Linked DNA regions of Pan troglodytes: region 1 is linked to region 2. The links are chromatin contacts, called in public Hi-C maps. All regions are on one chromosome and are shown on one strand. The core of a region is the stretch at or near the end of the contact, and the rest is flanking DNA. Distances in the headings are between cores, read along the strand shown. Region 1 has its middle 13 kb from the start of ABHD12B. Region 2 overlaps ATL1 (atlastin GTPase 1).

Evidence for each region. Hi-C and Micro-C count contacts between places; a contact is called where the count stands out from the background.
Region 1: a contact with region 2 is called in a Hi-C map of stem cell-derived neural progenitor cells, with 2.7 times the contacts expected there. The contact joins two enhancer-like sites. A contact is called at or near these places in 1 of 7 Hi-C or Micro-C datasets (stem cell-derived neural progenitor cells) and 1 of 1 datasets of contacts at active chromatin or transcription factors (stem cell-derived excitatory neurons).

Annotation. Positions count from the first base shown.
Region 1 is chr15:48,873,220-48,880,342 of NHGRI_mPanTro3-v2.0_pri, reverse strand. No RefSeq gene overlaps it. Among named protein-coding and RNA genes, the nearest start is that of ABHD12B, 13 kb to the left of the region's middle. Within about 2 kb of position 3,247, at least 13 of the 24 cell types and tissues checked have an H3K27ac peak or open chromatin away from gene starts, as enhancers often do. A contact at or near this core is called in stem cell-derived neural progenitor cells, where this site is marked.
Region 2 is chr15:48,570,369-48,577,583 of NHGRI_mPanTro3-v2.0_pri, reverse strand. ATL1 (atlastin GTPase 1) reads right to left here. Exons shown (of 14, transcript XM_522849.8): 2 at 1,331-1,503. The coding sequence starts at 1,364. Among named protein-coding and RNA genes, the nearest start is that of ATL1, 25 kb to the right of the region's middle. Within about 2 kb of position 1,438, at least 21 of the 24 cell types and tissues checked have an H3K27ac peak or open chromatin away from gene starts, as enhancers often do. A contact at or near this core is called in stem cell-derived neural progenitor cells, where this site is marked.

The sequences.
Region 1 (7,123 bases), core at 1,998-4,497, 300 kb before region 2:
GGAAAACAGAAATGTCCATTTTCTTAAGCCACTGTTACTTTGGATTTTTCTGTTACTTATAGCCGAATTTAATCCCAACAAATTCACACTCTATGATACATTGTCATTTATTTTAATAAAACTGTACATGTTCCTAAGCTTTGAGTAAAATCAACAATCCAAGATGTGCTGTATTTATTCTATAGCTTCAATAACTCCCACTAGGTCCTCAGTCACCTCCACTCCTCTACAGACACACATACAGCAATTAAGTAGCATGGTCCCAACTGGATGGTGGTCAGGAGAATGGACATGGCAGGGGTCAGTGGCAAAGGTAGAGACACAAGGTTAAGGCAGGCTTGGACTCCAGGACCTCTGCTTCTTCCCTCCTGAGAGTACTTAGAGAAGGGGACCCCTCCAGGCTGAACTGACAGGCCTGAAGACTTGCAGGCATTGCAGGCATCTCCCTACTCAGATTTCTAAAACTGTTACACAACCATAGATCCCCTGGTCTGTTGAACAGACTTCAACTTAGGCTGAATAAACTCTTCACACCATGTTCCTATATTTAGAATGAGCCTATTGTTTGAAAAACTGAAAGAATGACCAACTGAATTCTCTTCAATGACAGTTCCAATGGGCAGCTCCAACAGCGACCCTCAGAGCCGCCCGTAATAAATACACAATAGAAAACAGTGTGCTTGAATGCAAATGCAACCTCAAGGCATTCTCTCCAATCAGTCACCTCAGCACTCCTCCTATGTAGAAATTCTCAAGTCCCTGCTGCCAAGGTTGTCAGCTGCCTTTCCAGGCATCGATAGGCACCTTGCCTCTTAGGGTTAAATGTCTGTAGATGTGCTGAACCTGGAATGTTACTAGAAACACAGGGAAGGCTTGGTCAGAGCAATGTCAATAGCCAAGAAATACTGAACTTGTATCTCATTTTGTGACCCATAACCTCTGCCTTACCTTGCAGAGTGGTAAAGCTGGTCTTAACCTAGTTCACAGGAACCTCACACAGGTGACTGAAAGAATTCCAAGACATGATGAACATTCTACCAAGTGCTCTTCTTACAGTAATATCAGCTGCCCATTCAGACCATGCCCTTCACAGCTTTCCTTTGGGAGTACACGGGGGTTGGATCTAACAGAATCTGCCCCCATAGGCCCTATGTGGGCACTGACTTTAACCAGACTTGTTTGATTGCTTTGGTAGGAGGTAAAGCCTCAGCCCTCTCTTCCAGAGCTGTTTTTGGATTGAACAGTGAAAGATCATTAAGATCCATAAATGGCATTCAGGTTTTAGTGGATGACTTTGGGAAGTCTCACTAAAGTATAGGAAAATTCTGGTGTGAGTATTGGGAACAAGTGGCCATTTCTTCCATACAGGTAATGTTGAAGAGGGTCTGTGTCCTTTCTGCATAAAGAAGCAGGCCCCCTGATCTATTCAGGATGGAAGGCACTTTCCAAATTGCCTCTAGAGCAGCATGATATTCTGTGTGGTCCCAGTTTTTATAAAGCAAAAAGTGACTCAGATAAACTACATAGATGAGCAAGAAATAGGAAAAATTGGTGCTCAGTAGAAATCACAGAGGCAGCCTAGTTTCACATCAAAACAGTGATCCAATCTGCTCACTACAGACAAAGGTACCAGGTGAACACAAGGAAGCTGCCCTTTGGTTAATGTTTGAGCCTTATGTTAGAAATTCTCTCACATCACAGACCCTTTGTGATTGAAAGCAAACTTTCAATCATCTTAAATATAGGGTTTTTATGTAATGTTATAAAATAAACTCTAATGCAGGTCAATAAGTAACTCATGTAGTTTCTCAGGAAGAGGATATCATTAGTAAGACTTACATCACTAATATAACCATAACCACTCCCTCTAAGAATTAAATTTATCCTTTCAGCAAAGGCTCAATGAATTGCAAAAAAAAAAAAAAAAGTAATCTAATGATATCTTCTCGAATGAAAGACTTGTTGAAAATTCACCTGGGTTATGCAGCTGTCACTAACAAGCTAAAACATTGCTTTCATTCTATACCGTTTGTTGTCATGGGAGCTAATAGGTTGCGGGCCGGGCGGGGCGGGGGTGGGACTTTTCTCCATTTATTAGCAAAGCATAAAATTGAGAACAAGCTCTGTGTTGTGATTTTTAGATCAGACACGCGGGGGCAGCAGTGAGCTGATGAGCAGCACAAACAATGGTGACACCTTGGAGCCAGAAAGTTTGAATCTAGAGATTGAGATGCCGGCTAGCTCTGTTTTAAAATTATTTACACCAAAAAGATACACATTTTTAAAACCTTTAAAATTAAATACTAGAGGAATTCCTTCTAGCAGATGTTTCCTGCTCCTCATTAGTGCTTAATTTTCTAATTTCCCTGATGTTTTTGCTTTTTCTATTGACATTTTTTTTTTCAATCCGTTGAGGAATTTATTCATTTTAAAGCTGAGAAACTTCCTCCTGACCAGCCGAGTTGAAACCCGGGGAGCACAGGCGGATATTCCCACCCCACAGGCTCAGAAAACGAGCTCTGTGCGGTGCAGAGAGTAAAAGAACTGCCTTTGTGGGGAGCCCACTTTGGCCTGGAGCTGACAACATCTTGAGAGCAAATCGGTTCCAAGGGCTCCTTTTTATAAAATGGGGAAACACAGCGGCACTCCTTCTTCCTTCCCAAAGACGGATGTGTTTCATCCCTGCCTATCTGGAGCTGCTGTTCTAGTATGGCACAGGCAGATCGCCCATCTCTGAAGAGCAAGATGGGCCTGTACCCGGTTTCACTTTCACTGCAGACCGGAGAGTCTGTACACAAATGTACCACAGCCGATCCATCTTTTTTTTTTTTTTTTTTTTGAGACGGATACTCGCTATGTCGCCCAGGCTGGAGTGCAGTGGCGCGGCCGATCCATCTTTAAACCCCCAGCTGAGGCGGCTTGTTTACTGAGGACAGCCTGGTCCACCTGAAGAGGCTGTTGGAGAATGACACCCCAAAGGCAGAAAGGGAGGGATTCCCCACGTGGCCCCAGAACAGCCTCACAAGGGCGGCCAGGACAGCCCCTCTTGCTGCGCCTGACAAGAGCCCCTTTGTCAGGCTGTCAGGCCGGGTTTTATTTTTAGACTCAGCCAGGGCTGCCTCCTGCCCAGAGCTTTCCCCTCGCACAGCTGTTGCCTCTGCTTTCCAAAGCCCTAGCCTACCGGTGCTGTGCTTCCCTTGGCCTTGGTGTGGCTTGACAAGTTGGAAGAATGATGGTGGCTTTAAAGAGAAGGGTTGGGGAGGGGTGAGCTCCCAGGCAGGCTCCTGGGCCCTTCCTGCTCAGCCCCGGGTAGGCTTGCTTCCCCCCATCCCAGCATGCACTTCCAGCCCAGGCATTTTAAAACCAAACAATCCAGCTCCCCCAGGATGGGCAGCCTCATTGCATTGGGTGGTTGGTTACCCCTCTGTCTGGGTGTGGGACACTACCTGGCAGTGACCTGTTGAGTAGCCAATGAGAAAGCTCAGAGCCAGGAGTCAAACTGCACAGCCACTCCTGAACCTCAGGCCCTCCCTGATCAAAAGAGTTCCTTGTATGTATTGTATTCTAGATAGCTTATTTCTTCCACTACAAAAGAAATGTTCATTTATTGTAGCATTTCCATCCAGCTCGACTCTCTAGACAAGTCTAGGCATAATTTTACGTTTCTGATGCCATACTGGATTTGTAACTTTGACCCTCCATATGTGTATTTAAAATCCACACTGAGACAGGGACTATCTCTGGGGACTAGGATCAGGGAAATAAGGCAGTTTCGCTTTTTATTTTCTACACTTTTGTATTGTTTAATCTTTTCCCAAGAAATGAATTTATTGTATTTATTTCTTTAATTTTGCATCTTTTATTTTTTTAAAGATGGGGGTCTCACTCTGTTGCCCAGGCTGAAGTGCAGTGGTGCAGTCATAGCTCTTTGTCACTTAGAATTCCTGGGCTCAACTGATCCTTCCACCTTGGCCTCCCCAGTAGCTGGGACTACAGGTGCAAGCCACCATGCCAGGATAGAAATGAATTATTTTGTAATGTAAAAAATAAAGGAAAGAGGACAGCTCTAACTAAAGTCAGGACTATTGCTATGTTGGACATACCTCAGCTGGGACTCGGCACAGCAAGTGGGTTTTCTCTGTTCTTAAAAATATACTTAAGTTGGGCCAGGCGCGGTGGCTCACACCTGTAATCCCAGCACTTTGGGAGGCCAAGGCAGGTGGATCATGAAGTCAGGAGATCGAGACCATCCTGAGTAACACAGTGAAACTAAAATACAAAAAATTAGCCGGGCGTGGTGGCACACACCTGTAGTCCCTGCTACTGAGGAGGCTGAGACAGGAGAATTGCATGAACCCAGGAGGCGGAGGTTGCAGTGAGCTGAGATCGTGCCACTGCACTCCAGCCTGGGCAACAAAGCGAGACTCCGTCTCCAAAATACTAAAATAAAAATAATATATACATATATATTTTATTTTTTTATATGTATATATATAAGTTCTTGCTCCCACTGCTGTGGTCCCTTTAGCTAAAAGAGTTTGAAATGGCTATAGTCCTTGGAGACCTATTTTTGAGGAGCAGGCTGAGAGCTTCCTTCCTCTGCCCAGCCCCCTTCTCCCATGACTTTTTTTTCCTCTCTTTTTCAGAAACCTGATGCTGTCAGGCCCAAGCATTGGCCAGGAAAGGACTCAGTACAGACAGGACCACTCAGAGAAACAGTAAGATAAGTCCACGTATTTACAATACTCTGAAAAGCAAATTGTCCAGAGAGAGGAAGAGAACTAGCTGTTCTTTATCTTCATTAGAACTTTTGTCCTTTGATTTAAATTCTCTCTCTAGATTCAGCCTCTGCTATGGTCTTAGTGTTTGTGTCTGCCCAAAATTCATATGCTGAAAGCCTAACCCCAGAGGTGATGGTATTAGAAGGTGATTAGGTCCCTCATGAATGGGGTTAGTGCCCTTATAAAAGAGGCAGGAGAAAGCTCGTTTGCCCCTTCCACCACGTGAGGACACAGAGAGAAGGCTCCATCTATGAGAAAGCAGGCCCTCACCAGGCACATCTGCCGGAACCTTGATCTTGGACTTCCCAATCTCCAAAACTGTGAGAAGTAAATTTCTGGCTCTAGGCAGCACCTGGGTTATGAATGAGGGTGCCACATTCCCTGCCTGGAGGACTACATGTTCAATGCAGGACACAGGTAAGTGATGAGCCTGTGGTGTTGGGCAGGTGGGCAATGAAGTCCAGAGCAGCCAGCCCAGCTCAGCCCAGCCCAGGTCAGAGAAGGTTCTCAGGATGGGGAGATGCCTGCAGCTTAAAGGACTCATTAGGTGAGCAGAGACCAAGAGAAAGGCTATTTCCCCAGGGAAACAGGATTTCATAGCAAGGCCCCTGTGCTGAGCTTTTCTATACATCACGGCCCTGCCCTGCATGGTTCTCAGGTGGTATATCACTGCATCCCCACAGCCCTGCACAGCCATTGCTCTCATCACTCCCATTCTGAAGCTGAGGTCCCTAAGGCACAGAGGAGCCGAGGGACGTTACCAAGGCCATCCAGTCAGTGACTGATGGAGCTGGGATTTGAACTAAGGCACGCTGGCTCTCAAGCCCCCACTTTTAAACCCTTGATCATCCTGCAGTTTGGATAACTCAAGAAAGGAGGGGTGGCTGGAACACAGAGTTGCAGGAGCTGGGTTGGAAAGGTGGACAGAAAGCCACACCACACTGAGGAGCCTGAATTTCATCCTGAAGACAGCCAGGAGGATGAAAACAGCCATGCACCCTGATCCAACCTGGGTTCTAAATAGGTCTGTGCCTTTGCAAGAAGGATTGGTGAGGCCAGGCGAGGACAGCAGTGTGGAGGCTGTTGTAGTCACCTAACGAAGAAGGCAGGCACTGGAGGTGGGTGGAGAGGGTGGCAAACCTGAGCTCCGTTGAGGAGTCAGGACTCCATCTAAATAGGATGTGGAGAGGGAGGCCTGATGCTCAGCTTCTGGCATAGATGAGTGGGTGGCAGCAGCTCCTCTCAGGTACGCAGGGAACACTGGAATAACAGCAGGCTTAGGAGAAAGGGGAGGACTCAGTTTGGGTGGCTGTGGTGAGTCCATGTGGAGATGGGACTCTAATTAGGTCAGTGGCAGGAGGAATGGAAAAGAGGAGGTGAGTGCCAGGGATCACTTTAAAACAGGTGTTTTTCACCTGGCCAGAGCTCAGGGGTCTGTACACTTGTGTAGGAAAAGCATTGTATCTTTATTTTCACTTCCCTCCTACTAAAGTTTATCATCTTCTTCAATTACTAATGTTAAGAAAATGACTATAGTAACGTTAGCAATATCTATGACTTTGTTGTCAATAGAATCACAGATTTTCCATACCGTATTTCCACCTCACATTTCAGTTGTTGCAGATATTTTCTTTTTTTCTTTCTTTCTTTTTTTTTTTGAGACAGAGTCTCGCTCTGTAACCTAGGCTGGAGTGCAGTGGCACGATCTCGGCTCACTGCAAGCTCCACCTCCCGGGTTCATGCCATTCTCCTGCCTCAGCCTCCCAAGTAGCTGGGACTACAGGCACCCGCCACCATGCCCGGCTAATTTTTTTTTTTTTTTTTTGTATTTTTAGTAGAGACGGGGTTTCACCATGTTAGCCAGGATGGTCTGGATCTCCTGACCTCGTGATCCGCCCGCCTAGGCCTCCCAAAGTGCTGGGATTATAGGCATGAGCCACTGTGCCCGGCTGTTGCAGATATTTTCAAATATCATTTATGTTCATCACTACTTAAAAATGATGTTATGCCAGGTGTGGCAGCTCACACCTGTAACCCCAGCACTTTGGGAGGCCAAGGCAGGAGGATTACTTGAGCCCAAGAGCTCAAGACCAGCCTGGGCAACACAGCAAGATGATGCCTGTAGTCCCAGCTTGCAACTTCACACACAGACCTTCTTGCTACTTGTAGAAATGCTGTAATTCTATCTCACGTGATTCCCATTAAGAAAGAAAAAATGTGTCTTAGCTCAGGCTGCTATAGCAAAATACCATACACTAGGTGGCTTAAACAACAGAAGTTTATTTCCCACAGTTCTAAAGGCTGAAAGTTCAAGATCAGGGTGGAGTTTTGGTCAGGGCTCC
Region 2 (7,215 bases), core at 189-2,688:
TTGTCTACCGTATCCTGTGACCATTAGAACAATCAGAGGCAAGGAGATACACGGTCTTTTGATTAAAGTAAACTGAAATAACCAATTAAAATTTACATTTGTGCCTCTCGCTCAAATAAACAGTTATAGAAGAGTTCTCACTGAGATGTGGAACAGAATCAAGCAGCTCTGAACTTTTCAAATAATAACAATTGTTATTTCCAAATAACAATTTCTAAATAACAAGCTGATGAACAAAATATTTATTTACCCACCAAGCCACAGTAGCCTGAGACATTCTCTGGTTCAGATAATAAAATAAATGCCTTAGAGGGCTTTCGTTCCTAAGATGCTGGTGAGTTTAGCACTGTGACTGCAAGAAATCGGGAACCTACGACAAAAAGACGCCCAGCCTGCCCACACTAACCGTCCAGAACTAGGTCTGGAGCAGCAAAGCGGGCGGGGCCGCGATTTCTCCCGCATCGCTGCGCCCGTTCTTCTCCGCCTGCGTGAGCACCGCCCACCCACTCGCGGTGTGAACATACTGGGTCTCGCCTCTCCTTTCCCCTCCCCTCGGCCTGGTGCTGAATCATGAGCCCAATGTCTCCAAAAGGTAAAATCAAAGAACAAAGCCACCCTTGGGGCTGGTCTGAATGGGGTACCACGTCGGGGTGGGGCAGAAGGCTGGAAACCACAACTTTGCTCTCCTTCTTCCCCAATTCCCCCACCCAACCCCCAAATTAAGAGGAGTACTGCAGTGCTCAGGAATTCCCAAGAGGGTGACCCTTCTCCCAGTTGCTCGGTCTGCTACCGTCCGTCCGGGACCCGGCGCGCTCCGCCTCATTGTTCCAGCGCGCCGCCCGCCGCCCGCCGCCGGGAGCCCGCGCCCTGCAGGGCCAGCGAGTTGGCGGCTCCCGGGGAGGGGGGTTGGGGCTTGGCCTGCTCTAGATCCCCGACCCCTCGCCCCTCTGGGGCCGAGTAACAACAGCCCCCTGCCCACCCCCATAGCCTTCCTCCCAACCGATCGCTAAGGCGGAACCCACAAGTCCCCGGAGGCGCCTGGTGGGTGCTGTCCAAATGCTGGGAGGAGGCGGGAGGGGGGTGGGGAAGAAGGAGCTGGAGGCCCGGCCTGCGCGAAGCTGCAGCCCTCACCCCGACAGCGCGATTCGGTGACGCGGGTACCGCTCGGCCATGGTTCCTCCGCCCAAACAGGGAGCAGCTCGGCTACGGCCCGTCTCCCAGCCGTGGACGCAGGCACCTAGCAGCCCTTGGCCCTCCCTGTCTCCAGAAGCAGAAAGTGGAGGGCCAGAAGACCCCGTGCAGGCTGCAGAAGTTCTCATTTGCTACTCACCCCAACTGTTTCTGTCCCTGCGGTTCTTGGCCATGGTGGTCCAGGAGCTGGTGGCGGTGAGGCGCTGTCACTGCGCTCGCTGCCTTCTCCGGGGCCGCAGGTTGCTGGCGGTGGGAGGCTCCGTGCCCGCGCTGGGCGCAGTTCGCTCAGACTCTGAGGATGTTGCTGTGGCGCTGGTGGGAAGGAGTGGGGAGGAAAAGGGAGGAGAAAGCAGATGAACCAAGCTCAGCATCACAAGCCCGAGTTCACACAGATACCAGCGTCACACCCTCCCTACCTCAGTCCACCCCCAGACCGTGAAGACAGTGATAGACCACGTACTGCAACATTTTCAACGGAAAACACAAACAAATAAACAGCACCCCCCTCGAACACACTCTCAAAGAATTTAACAGCGTTATCAGAAATACACAAACCGACATACTGCATGATTCTGGATGTTCAAATACCTGTTTCAAGCACGGTTATACATTAATACAAACAAGCTGGCAACATTTATATAGCCAAAGTAACTAAAATAATGTGCATTTATCTACGAGGCACCCATTTTTTTTTCCATTTTAAAAGCAAGGTCATGTTAGTAAAGAGGGTATCATGCATTTTTGTATATGTATACTGAGTAGTTTGTCTTAAAATTAGAATAGCAAAATTTATATCAAGAAGATCAAGATAAATGAAAGCTGTAGATTCATTACTATCTGTAACTCAATATCCACTGGGTAAAATTTCCCACTAGATTTGCAAAGATAAGGTCCAGACCTATAGTCCAATAGCAATTATTTGAGCTGAAATCATACTACATAGTCTGGGTATGGGTGGGCCCTGGCAGCCATAAAGGTTGCAGACAATTTTGAAAGGAAAAGAAAAAAAATAAAAATACTTTCAATCTTTCCCTTTTCACTGCTTTCTCTCTGCTACAAACTTAGTTGTTTTCAGTAACCTGGAAACTACCTCGACCTCAAGATACCATCATGCCGTCCCTTACAGTTTCCTTCTGCCATTTGGTTGTTACTCACACTCTCTACTGATCGGTTCTTAGGAGATCACTGCCAGCCTCTTAATTACCAGATCCATGATCTCTGCTAATTCCTCATGGTAAGCAACTCCTCACGCTACACTCTCTCAATGTAATTTACTATGATGGCTTCAGACAGGACCTCCATGCTGATGATTCCCAAATCTATACTTGTAGTCTTCTGCCCTCTAGAAGAGAGGACATTATACCAGAGGTGTGTTTATAACTGCCTAAGGTTATCCTCACGTTGTTTTCCTACTGACATTTGAACATCAACATATCTGAAAACAAACTCCCCCACCACTGCCAAATCTTATGCATTATATTTCAGTTACTGGTTCTAGTGACTGCAGAGCCGTGAACACTGTAACCAAGTTTACAACATGGTTTTAATGAGGTCTGTGCTCAACAGAGTTGAAATGACATTAATGAAACAACATAGGAAGACAGACATTATCTCATCCTTATACCTATAAACCAAGTTCATAGAACAAAAGAGAAGTGTGGTCTGCTTTTCTTCTTATATTCCTTTACTATCATTCTCAGCTTACATTCCAGCCTGAAAATCCCTTTCATATGAATCCCATTTTTAAGAGTACAATAGATTACACACAAAAAAGAAAAAATTTATATAATTCAACACCTATGCCCAATTGAAAAAGAAATTAATTTTTAAAAAACCTGTTGTGTTTATAATTAGTAAGTAATCTGCAGGTGAATACTTTGAGACTGTGTGAATCACAAAAAAATGCTTAAATAAATAGCTCTCTGTATGTGACTTTTTGTACTATTGGCCAATAACTTTTCATCCACTGATTTTAGCATCCATTGATCCTTGCCTGAATCAATTTCATATTAGTGATTTTTTAAATGGAGGCTTTAAAATCATTATCTGTTGTTTGTTTGTTTTCCAGACACAGTCTCCCTCTGTTGCCCAGGCCGGAGTGCAGTGGCGTGATCTCAGCTCACTACAACCTCCACCTCCCAGGTTCAAGCGATTCTCATGCCTCAGCCTCTCAAGTAGCTGGGATTACTGGCGGTCGCCAGCACGCCTGGCTGTTTTTGTATGTAGAGACGGGGTTTCTCCATGTTGCCCAGGCTGGTCTCAAACTCATGAGCTCAAGCGATCTGCCCACCTCAGCCTCTTGATGTCATGTCTTTTAAATTAAGTAGCTGGCATTCCCTCTCCCACTTTTCTATGTTGAGTCCCTCTATAAATTAATGGAAGCTTTTTAAAAAATTGTGTTATGCATCACCATTCTTTTTAATGCCTAAATTCCCCTAATTTGGCCGAGGGTCAGCTCGTGTGTCCTTTTAACATTGTCCCTTTTTGTCTTTGAGCAGTTCCCTGTATTCTGGTACAAGAAAATGTTTCAGTTTCCTTTGTATTTTCCCTGTCTTAGAACTAGAATAGCCATTTCTCCAAGATGCTCTGGCTCCTTTTAATGAGAAAAGGTGTTTAGAAACCAAGACGTGGGTGCTAGTTGTGCTCATTGCTGGGTGAAGATCACTGTTTCTAGACCCTTTCAGTGGACATTGCTAGAACGCATCTTTTAAATCATAAGTTTAATCTACTCTGAAGAAATACCTCAATAGTATGAAAATATAAACATACGTGGTTATGTATTACATTACTTTTTGTTATTGTAAAATGCTGGAAACAACCTGAATGCCCACATATAGATGAGTGGTTGAATACATTATAATACATATATGCAATAAAATGTTATGTAGGTGTGAAAAAGAATACAGAAGATCTTTATAAGCTAATACAGAGTGATTTCCAGAATACAATGTTAAATGAGGAGGAAAAAGTGCAAATAGTATACCATTCCTGGAAAAAGAAAAGGATATGAAAAAAGTATCCATTCATCTGTGAAAAATAAATACAGCAAGACTAAACCAGAAACCAATGAGATTGGTCACCTACGGGAGATGGGTGGGAATAGGGTAGAAATAATGGAAGAATGGGAAGAGGGTAGTAGGGATTAAGGGGACTGATATTTCTCTAAGTGTAATGCTTTTATATAACTCTGAGTCTTAGAACAGTAATGTTTCACATTCTCCAGAATAAGTTTTAAAATGCTTACTATGATGACTATAATCAAAAAGATAATAACAAGTGTTGGTGAGATGTGGAGAAATTGGCACCCTCATAAACTGCTGATGGAAATATAAAATGGTGCAGATACTTTGGGAAAAAGTCTAGCAGTTCCTCAAAAAGTTAAACATAGAATTGCCATATACATTAGCACTCCTAGATATACACCCTAAAGAAATTACAATATATGTCCACAAAAAAACTTGTACAGGAATATGCATAACAGCATTATTCATAATAGCCAAAAGGTGGGAACAATCCCAGTGCCAAATAACTAGTGAATGGATAAACAAAATGTAGTATATCCATATAATAGAACATTATTTGATCATAAAAAGTTATTGAGTACCAATATACGGTACAACATGGATGGACCTTGAAAACATTATAGTAAATGAAAGTAGCCAGCCACAAAGACCACATATTATATGATTCCATTTATATGAAATTTATAGAATAGGCAAATCTAAAGAGGCAGAAAGTAGATTAATTGTTGCTTAGGGATGGAAGAAAGGAGTGGGAGGTTGGGGAGAAATTGGAGAGTGACTGCTAATGAGTATGAGGTTTCTTTTGGGGGCAATGAAAATGTTTTAGAATTCATCATGAAATCAACTTTGCACAACTCTTGGGTATACTAAAGCCACTGGATTAGGCTAGGTGCAGTGGCTCATGCCTGTAATCCCAGCACTTTGGGAAGCTGAGGTGGGAGGATCACTTGAGGCCAGGAGTTCGAGACCAGCCTGTACAACATAGAAAGACCCCCATCTCTATAAAAAAAATAGAAAAACTAGCCAGGTGCAGTGATGTGCACCTGCAGTCCCAGCTACTCAAGAGGCTGAGGTGGGAGGATCCCTTGAGCCCAGGAGTTCAAGGATTCAGGCCACTGCACTTCAGCCTGGATGACAGAGCAAGACCCTGTCTCAAAAAATGAAACAAAACAAAAAAACTCCACTGAATTGTACAATCTAAGTTGGTGAATTTTATGGTATGTGAATTATGTTTTTAAAATACAAATGTTTTTAAAAAGTCAAAAGTCAAGTTCATTTTAAATCAGAATAAAAGAAGAAAAGGTATTACTCCATTTGAACTTTAGTACTTTAAATCCTCTCTCTTCCTGACTCTTCCGGGATGTTACTCCACAAACTATTCTCTTCTGCCTGTATCCTCAATTATTTTTTCTTCCATTGGTTCTTTCACCATGCTCATTTTCCTCCATCATAAGTAAAGGGCTCCCTCAATCAGAAGTTTCTCAATAGTTGATGGTTCAATTTGCTCCTTCCCTCTATAAATAGCAATCTTAGAAAAGTATTTATGTCAATTAGAATGCTTTTGGCGGTAACTCAAAATGGCTTAACCAAAAAATGACATTTACTTTCATACAACAATTTGTTTAAAGATAGACTGGTTCTATGGTGGTCAGTTCATCAGCTCAGTGGTATCATGGACTATATTAGTTAGGATATAGCTTTGGCTACTATAAAAATTACAAGGGCTGAAATAAGACAAATATTTATTTTGGTCTTATGAAATAATCTGAGCATAAGCCATCCAGGGATAATACCGTGGCTTCAAAATATGAAGGAACTGGCTGGCCACAGTGGCTCATGCCTGTAATCCCAGCACTTTGAGAGGCCAAGGCGGGCAGATTGCCTGAGCTCAGGAGTTCGAAACCAGCCTGGGCAACACGGTGAAACCCCGTCTCTACTAAAAAATACAAAAAATTAGCCGGGATGGGTGGCGTGCACCTGTAGTCCCAGCTACTCAGGAGGCTGAGGCAGGAGAATTGCTTGAACCCGGGAGGCAGAGGTTGCAGTGAGCCAAGATCACGCCACTGCACTCCAGCCTGGGTGACAGAGCGAGACTCCGTCTCAAAAACAAACAAACAAAACAAAACAAAACAAAAATGAAGGAACTAAAGTTCTTCATGCCTTCTTCCATCTTTCACTTGGGGCTTCTATCATATGTTCCATGATGGCTGCTCTAGTGTGGGCATTCACATTTTCATTCTAGCCCTACAGAAGGGTAAAAGGGAAGAAGTGAATATATCCATTCTCTCTAAGGGTACAACCCAGAAGGCGCACACATCATCTCCACTCAAATACCATTGACCTACCATGTCCCACCTCATTGATAAATATACCGTATATGCAACAAAAATTTTGGGGTCTAATACTAAACAAAGAAGGGAAATAGACATTGGAAAATAACCAGAAGACTTTGCCAAAAAGACAAAGGTGCACTCTACCATCTTCCATGTGTTGGTGTTATGAGAAAAATCCAGGACTGTATAGAAAAATGTTCTCCCAAGCTGGGAGGGAACCAAGAGACGGAAGAATGACTCAGACAAGTCCAGCCCGGCGAGTGGATGAGTTTGTGAGGACTTATACAGGACACTTCTGGGCAGCAGCAGGATAGCTCTAGAGATCCATGCCACCTCCCATCTCTAAACTGCTTTTAAACAAATTTTCTGTAACTTCTTTGCCTACTGTGTTTGAGCAATGAGATTGTTTTCCTTGATAAGTTCTCAGATACCATCTGAGATATTTGGGTTCTCAGGGACACCTGCTCCTCCAGTGGGCATCATGGTCTTGGCTCACTGCCCAGCCTTCCCCATTCAAGCAGTGGATGTACACCTTAAATAACCTAGTGGGGACACATCACACTACAATCCACCCCACTCCCCAGCTCTTATATTCTTCCCACCAATCTTGCATGAAAGTCCTTGAGTGGGGTATGAGGGGAAGAACTATACAGACCTATAATGTATAG